2 separate regions of the Mus musculus genome follow, and region 2 is linked to region 1. A link is a contact called in public HiChIP or PLAC-seq data. All regions are on one chromosome and are shown on one strand. Each heading gives the region's core, a stretch centred on a gene start, on an enhancer-like site or on the middle of the called end of the contact. The rest is flanking DNA. Distances are from core to core; before and after follow the strand shown. Region 1 holds the start of Cyhr1 (cysteine and histidine rich 1). Region 2 holds the start of Gga1 (golgi associated, gamma adaptin ear containing, ARF binding protein 1).

What was found. HiChIP or PLAC-seq counts read pairs in DNA pulled down with a chosen protein or histone mark.
Region 2: an H3K4me3 HiChIP or PLAC-seq map of embryonic limb bud shows a contact between it and region 1, with 4 times the contacts expected there. The contact joins the promoter of Gga1 here to the promoter of Cyhr1 in region 1. A contact is called at or near these places in 2 of 115 datasets of contacts at active chromatin or transcription factors (embryonic limb bud and fetal liver) and 1 of 9 other capture datasets (adipose tissue).

Annotation. Positions count from the first base shown.
Region 1 is chr15:76,655,040-76,658,564 of GRCm38.p6, forward strand. It overlaps Cyhr1 (cysteine and histidine rich 1), which reads right to left and starts at 1,855. Exons shown (of 4, transcript NM_001357882.1): 1 at 1,321-1,855. The coding sequence starts at 1,677.
Region 2 is chr15:78,875,606-78,879,130 of GRCm38.p6, forward strand. It overlaps Gga1 (golgi associated, gamma adaptin ear containing, ARF binding protein 1), which reads left to right and starts at 1,585. Exons shown (of 17, transcript NM_145929.2): 1 at 1,585-2,012. The coding sequence starts at 1,970.

The DNA.
Region 1 (3,525 bases), core at 605-3,104:
TGGCCTACCATCATGCCAGGACCAACTGGGAAACCCCTGAATTCCTTGGGACCCCCTTCCATTGGCCTGTCTTGCTGGATTCTCACGAAATCCTAGGAAAGGAAGAACTCCCCCCACTAAGAAGGGCCGAGAAGCCAAGACAAGAAAAAGGCTAGCTGTGAGCAGGTTCTGATGGCCCCTAAAATGAGAGGTAAATACCGGTGCTAGAATCAGCAGCTGTGGGAAACTTGTCTCCAGTTCGCCCGGCCTAACACCTAGGAGGGTGACTGCCCCATCCAGGTCATCAGGATCACCCCACACCACCTCAAAACCACAAGCCAAGGCAGAAAGAACACGGAGATCCAAAGGAGAGGGAAACGGCTACACAGACTAGACCTCTACTGGCCCTCAGCCAGGTCTTCTGTGTAAAGAAAAGCAGGGAAACAGGCCCCACCAGCCACTTTTAGCTCCTGAAAGTACAAAGAAAGCTGACAAGAGACTCTGCTCTGTTTTTCAAAGAGGCTGGGAACTGAGGCAGAAAGACCAGGGGAAGGTGGACAGACATTTCCCACTGAACCAGAGGTCTGCTCTCTTTTACCTGGAAGAGGACATGTTAGACCCACACAGACCAGGACTCTGAGACTGACTGGCATGCTGGGTCTTCAAGTGGGAAGGCAGGACAAAGTTCCTGGATACTGGCAACCTTGGAAGCCAGCTTGGTATGGGTGAGGTGGCCCCGAATAGAAATACTGGCTAGGCTGGGGCAGGAGAAAGTACCCTGACAGTAAAGTTTGTTGCGGATTGCTTCCTCCAGATCAGAACTGAGAAGGGATGAGAGGCCCTCCTTTCTTCCAGGTCTTCAGAAGGACACAGGACTGACTCCCCAGGGCACAAAAGAAGATTTACTTAGTTGTTCAGATATGGAAGGACACTTTTGGGGGTGTGGCTGCCAGAATTGGAGCCCTGTCTCCAGGAAAGAAGTTTCTTCACCCAGGGGTCTAGAAGTGAGGGACAGTATTGATGAGCAGTAGAAAAGGGTGGGTACCTGTTCACAGATCTCTACATGGTCAGCTGAAAAGAATGTGGAATCTATCAAGGAGGCACCCTGGAGGAACCAGAAGGTGAAGAGATCTACGGAGGAGAATGGAAATTCAGACTGGGGAGTAAAGGGTACCATCGAACACAGAAAATGAGATTCAGAGCAAGAAAGGATAAGGAGCCTCGAGAGACAGGAGCGGGGTTTCGTAGACCTGGAAGGTGGATGTTTGGATAGGAAGGATTCCCGGCCACCGGCCACAGGCCTCCAGGCAACGCGGCGCCGGGCCGGGCCGGCGGCCCTACCTGGTACACGGAAGCCTTGGGCAGGTCCAGGCACACGGTGCAGCACAGCACCGAGTAGAGACGCTCCTCCAGCTTTCCACTGCCCGCTGCCACTGCCGCCGCCGCCGCCTCGGCTGCCTCGGCCGCCCGCAGCCGCTTCTTGGGCGGCGCGTCGGGGTCGCCGGCCGCCTCTTGCAGCTGCCGAGCGCCGGCCAGGGCCGCCTCGTCCGGGATCCCGGGCCCCGCCGCCTCGCCCAGAGCCGCCGCAGCCGGCCCCGCGGCAGCCCCAGGCCCGGCCCCTACCCCGACCCCGGCCGGCACGGCACCCGCGGGCCCTGCAGCCGGGCCACCCCCGCCGGCCTCCTCGGCGCCGGACATCACGGCCGGCCGGCCCGGCGGGCGGGTGCCGGCGCGCTCGCCGGCTGGAAGTTAGGGTCGCCGCGCGCCCTTGCCGGCTTCTCACTGCCGCGGCGACCCCGCAGCCTGCCCACCGTGCAGCTGCCTCAGTGGGCCTGGCCCGCCCGTCGGCCCGCAGCCGCCCCGGCCACCAACCCCGGCGCGGCCGCCATCTTTGTTTTCGCTGCGGACCCCCCCCCCACGCCACCGCCCCCTCGCCCTCCTGATCACGTGGGCCTCGCGCAAGCCAATGGAAGCGCCGCGAGGGCCAAGACGACGCGGCGGCCACCTCCAATGGACGAGCGAGGACGCCAGAGAGCCCACCCACCCTCGAAGGTGAACAGAAGGGGGTGGGGTCCAGGAGGGGATCCGGAGAAGGGCGGGGGGTGGGGGGATTTGGGGAGTCCGCCCTTGGAGAGGTACCATCAGCTTCGGGGTCTGGAGAGGCCCCCAGACTTCAGACTCCTCGAGAGTGCAAAGCGCCCCTAAGCCTCCCATGTCGCGCTCGCGCGCGGGGGGTGGGGGGGGATGCCTGTGCCAATGTGTACAGAAATTCGGGCTTGTGTGTGCAAGGCTCTGGCCTAGCTGACCGGAGTATTAGAGCAGGATCTTGAAAAACGCACCTACCACCACTCTTGCGCGACGGTATAAAGGTCAACAAGATGCAAGTACAGGAACAGCGAAGGATTATTGGGTTCACTCCCTAACCCACCTCTTTCGTCCCAACCTCAGAGTTGGAGAAAGAAAGAGTTGGAGTAGAAGAAAGAAAGAGTTGGAATAGAAGAAAGAGGGGGTTTTAAGTTATAAGGTATGTCTTGCACAGACAAGAGGGTGTCAAACAGGTAGTAATCAAGTCAGTCCAGAGAGATGTGCAATTTCTGGGAATCGCTGAGGGTATAGCACTCTTCTGCCCTTTATGAAAACAGCCATCAGTTTGTGAAGGTCATTGCCCCAGAGGGCCACCTGCCAGGTCCACCAAGGATATATGCAAATTTACTGTGTCCCAGGAAACCAAGGCCCAAAACTCTCTTCTCACGGGAAGTTGGTTTTTTTTTTTCTCTTTTCTTTTTTAAAAATGTTTTTCTTTCTTCTTTTTCTTTTCTTTCTTTCTTTTTTTGATACAGGGTCTCACTATATGTTGCACTGGCCATTCTGGAACTCACTATGTAGGCCAGCCTGGCCACCCACAACTCACAGAGATCTGCTTGTCTCTGCCTCCCAACTGGAATTAAAGACCTGCACCACCATGCCTGGCACTCTGGGGGTTCTCTTGGCAAGTCTACCAGGATGCCAAAGTGAATAATACCTTCTGCTACTTACAGCCCATCCCCCACTCCTTTACTCAGGGAAATCACCTTACAGGCCTTAGGAAGCTAGCTCAAGAATAAACAAATTCCATACTCCTGTATATTCCTTACGTTTATTGGAAATCAGGTCTCTGACTCACAACCATGTTCCTCCCAGGCCCCAAGTGTCCTGAAGACCTGTTGTTAGCATTCTGGTTTAGGTAAACTTCCACACATGCATGACTAGAGAAGGGATAGCACCCAAGCTCTGCCCATTAGTAAAATTATAACAGGCTCTACATGTGGGCAGGTAGGAGGCATAGTAGTACCTGGCACAGAAGCCCCAATCAGTGCTACAATCACTCCCACTGCAGGCGCTGTGTGTGCAGGGCCCTGCAATAGGCCCAACTACCTGCAGCCAGGGCCCAACGACAGACATCCTCCTTTGGCAGCAGTAGCAGCCTGTCTTCTTCCAGCCTGCTCAAGAGGCCTGCCACACCCAGCAGGGTACCCCCCCACATCCCGTAAGTGTTAGCTGTGAAAA
Region 2 (3,525 bases), core at 335-2,834, 2.2 Mb after region 1:
TCAGGTGGTGATGTGTCTGCCTAACATGTTTATATGAAATGCTAGGTACCACAGAAATCGCCAGCTTGGGCTATAAGGACTCTAGATGGAGGCAGAAGTAGCTGGAGATGTCTCTCAGTTGGTAGCGTGTTGCTTAGCTTGCAAGAAGTCCTATTCTCTTGCAGGTGTGGTGATGCACGCAGAAGGTGGAGAAAGAAGGATCAGAGATCAAGTCTATAGTGCGTTCAAGGCCTGCCTAGGCTTACAGGAGACCCTGCCTCTGTCGCTCCACCAAAAGTGCCTGTGAGTAGTGATCTGACTTTAAATCAATTTGGCAAATGCAGTTTGGGTTTTTGTTTTGGGTTTTGTTCTGTGTAGCCCTGGGTCCTGGAACTCGCTCCGTAGACCAGGCTGACTTTGAACTCGGAGATTCACCTGCCTCTTCCTCTCAAGTGCTAGGTGGCGTGCGCCACCACTGCCCGGCCTGCAGTTGGGTTTTATTTCATTAACAATTTTAAAAATAAAGAAAACAAAGCAGGCGGAGCCCATCTTGTTACCCTCTCCCGTATCTTATAGGTTGCAGGAGAGAATTAAACGTCTCACTGAGAGTTGGGTTCAGAAGAAAACCCGACTGAAATGAGGTAACTGGTTCTGCAAGGTGAATACTGATCCCTCCAAGGCCACAGGCATGCGGAACTGGATTCGCCGGTTCCTTGGTCTCAGATGCTCTTTAACTCTTCCTGGCACAGGCTCGCTGGAGAGGGCACAGTAGCCAGTTCCCCCGACGGCCGCCAGAGGCTACAGAGAGCGAACTGGCATTCCTGAGAATTAGCCAAGGCGACCGCAGAGGGTGGAAAAAGCGGGTGAAAGTACCTCACATTTTGCCTCCTCCTAAACCACCTCAAAAAAAGAGCCTGACGTCGTCACCATTCCAGTTTGGGGAAAGATAACCTCTCATTTTGCCACCACCTCTCTGGCTTCCCCATCACCTTGAGAGTGTTACGTGCTTTGAGATACGATATTCCACACTGGCCTTGAACTGATAACCTCCTGCCTCTGTCTGATAAGTGCGGGCGTTATCATCACCTTGTAGGATATATATCTGGCCTTGTCTTTCTCTCCAGGGCTGGGCACCGAATAACCCAAATGCAAGGAGTTTCTAAACTGAATGCAGAATTAAGTACTCGGTGCAAGCACTGACCCCTAATGACCTCAGGCAAACTCATAACCTGGCTCCCGGGTTTGAATGTAGATTCATAGGTTAAGAAAAAAAAAAGACTTAGCCCTTTGCTGGGCGTGGTGGCACACTTCTTTAATGTCTGCACTTGGGAGGCGGAAAAAGGCGGATCTCAGGAATTCCACGCCAGCCTATTCTACAGAGCGAGCTTCAGGACTGCCAGAGCAAGACAGTGAGCCCTTGTCTCAAAGGGGAAAAAACTGCTCAGAACAATGCCTAGGGCTTTAAGAGCTAAACAAACGTTAGCTTAACCTCATCGCGTTGGCGGCGGCCACAGTGCCCAGTTGCCCTTTTAAGGGACTTTGACATCTTCCCACGTAAGCGGAAGTACCCCTGAGGGCTCCGGAAGTGACTTCAGAACCCCTTCAGAAACATGGCTCCGGAGCGTTGTCCCGGAAGCGGTCACGGGTCTCTGCGTGACGCTAACTGAGTTAGAGCGGTCCCGCGGGGTTTCTATGGTGCCGCCCGCCACCCCCAGGCTCTCCTCTTCCTCTCCCGCCCGAGCGCCCGGAGCTGCGAGGCCGCCGACCAGCCCCACCGGCGACTCCGCCAGCCGCCAGGGGGAGGGGCGCCGACGAGGCGACGCTCTAGGCGGCTCCACCCGCGTCTCGATGGTGCCCGGCGTCCCGGTGCCGCGTTCCTACTCCGCGGGGTGGACGCGGCCCCTTTAACCGGCCGAGGGCGGAGCCGAGGAGTTCCCGCGAGAGCGGCCGGGGGGCGGGGGGCGGCGCCGAGGCCGGGGGCCCGTGGCGGATGGAGCCCGCGATGGAGCCGGAGACTCTGGAGGCACGAATCAGTGAGTGTCCGGGAGGGGCGCGAGCCGGACCGGAACCGGAACCGGGGGCGCGAGGCTGGCCCCTCTCTCTCTCCCGGCGGGGCGGGGTCCGCGCGCCCCCTCCTCACGCCCCGCCCCCCGACCCGGAGGGGCGGCGCCCCAGTCTGTCGCTCCGCTCGGACCCTGGCAGCTGCGCGCAGCCTGGCCGGGAGCGGGCGCCGCCCACCCACCCCGGTGACCCGGTGGCGCAGAGTTATCCCGGACCCCCGAAGGCCCTGCCTGTTGCACCAAAGCGCAGACCCTCGAGTCTTCCCCTAGAGGGATCCCCCCACTTCCTCAGGGCCTGAGTCTTTCAAACCCTGTGCCCGCAGCTCTTCTTAGATCTGCTCGGTCCCCCAGCCCAGGAAAGGGGGGACCCCTGGCCCATCTGATCCAGCTCTGTCCGCGCCTGGAGAAACTCCCAGTGCTTGAAAGGGTCCCGTCTAAGACTCCATAAGGAAATCAAGTTCTCTGTCGTTATACCCAAGCCCAGCCTTGCTTTGCGTCCCAGATTGCTTTCCTAGCCCCTGCTGAGCCTCCTCCCCAGGCCTCTGTCCTTGTTTCCTGTCTCCTTCGAAACAGCTTCCTCCAACTCTGGCTTCCAAGCCCCATCCTCTGTTCTCCCTGTCCCACACTGCTTGTTGAAGATCCTTGGCCTTGCCAACCCCATTCCTGAACTCTGCCCCTGGGAGCTGCAGGTTGGCTCTTCTGGTCCATTTAGTGACAGGTCTGTCCCAAGGCCTTTCAGGGATGTGACCCAGAGAAGCCTTCCGGTCTATCCTCAAGCTCAACCTCCTGGTCTGAGATATAGCAAGGATCTGTGCAGGGTGGTGTGGGCCGACATGGTCAGCATCTTTGAAGCCAGCCTCGAAGGAAGTTGAACTGGAAGGTTGATTCCCAGAGCTCACCGATCTGGGGGGGGGGGGGGGGGCGGAGGAGAGTCAGCCTGGCAGTGGGGTTGATTGGTGGTTAGAAGGAGACAGTGACCATGGACTGCATGAGATACAGTACTGCACGGGTCTCAGGAGGTCAGAGGTAAAAGAGGACCATAGATATTTTCCCCATCTGTCTTAGTCAGGGTTTCTATTCCTGCACAAACATCATGACCAAGAAGCAAGTTGGGGAGGAAAGGATTTATTCAGCTTACATTTTCCACATTGCTGTTAATCACCAAAGGATGTCAGGACTGGAACTCAAGCAGGTCAGGAAGCAGGAGCTGATACAGAGGCCATGGAGGGATATTCTTTACTGGCTTGCTTTCCCTGGCTTGCTCAGCCTGCTCTCTTATAGAACCAAGACTACCAGCCCAGAGATGGTCCCACCCACAATGGGCCTTTCCCCCTTGATCACTAATTGAGAAAATGCCTTACAGCTGGATCTCATGGAGGCACTTCCCCAACTGAAGCTGCTTTCTCTGTGATAACTCCAGCTGTGTCAAGTTGACACAAAACTAGCCAGGACAGCATCTGAAGAGTCATGCCCAGTTGTGAAATAC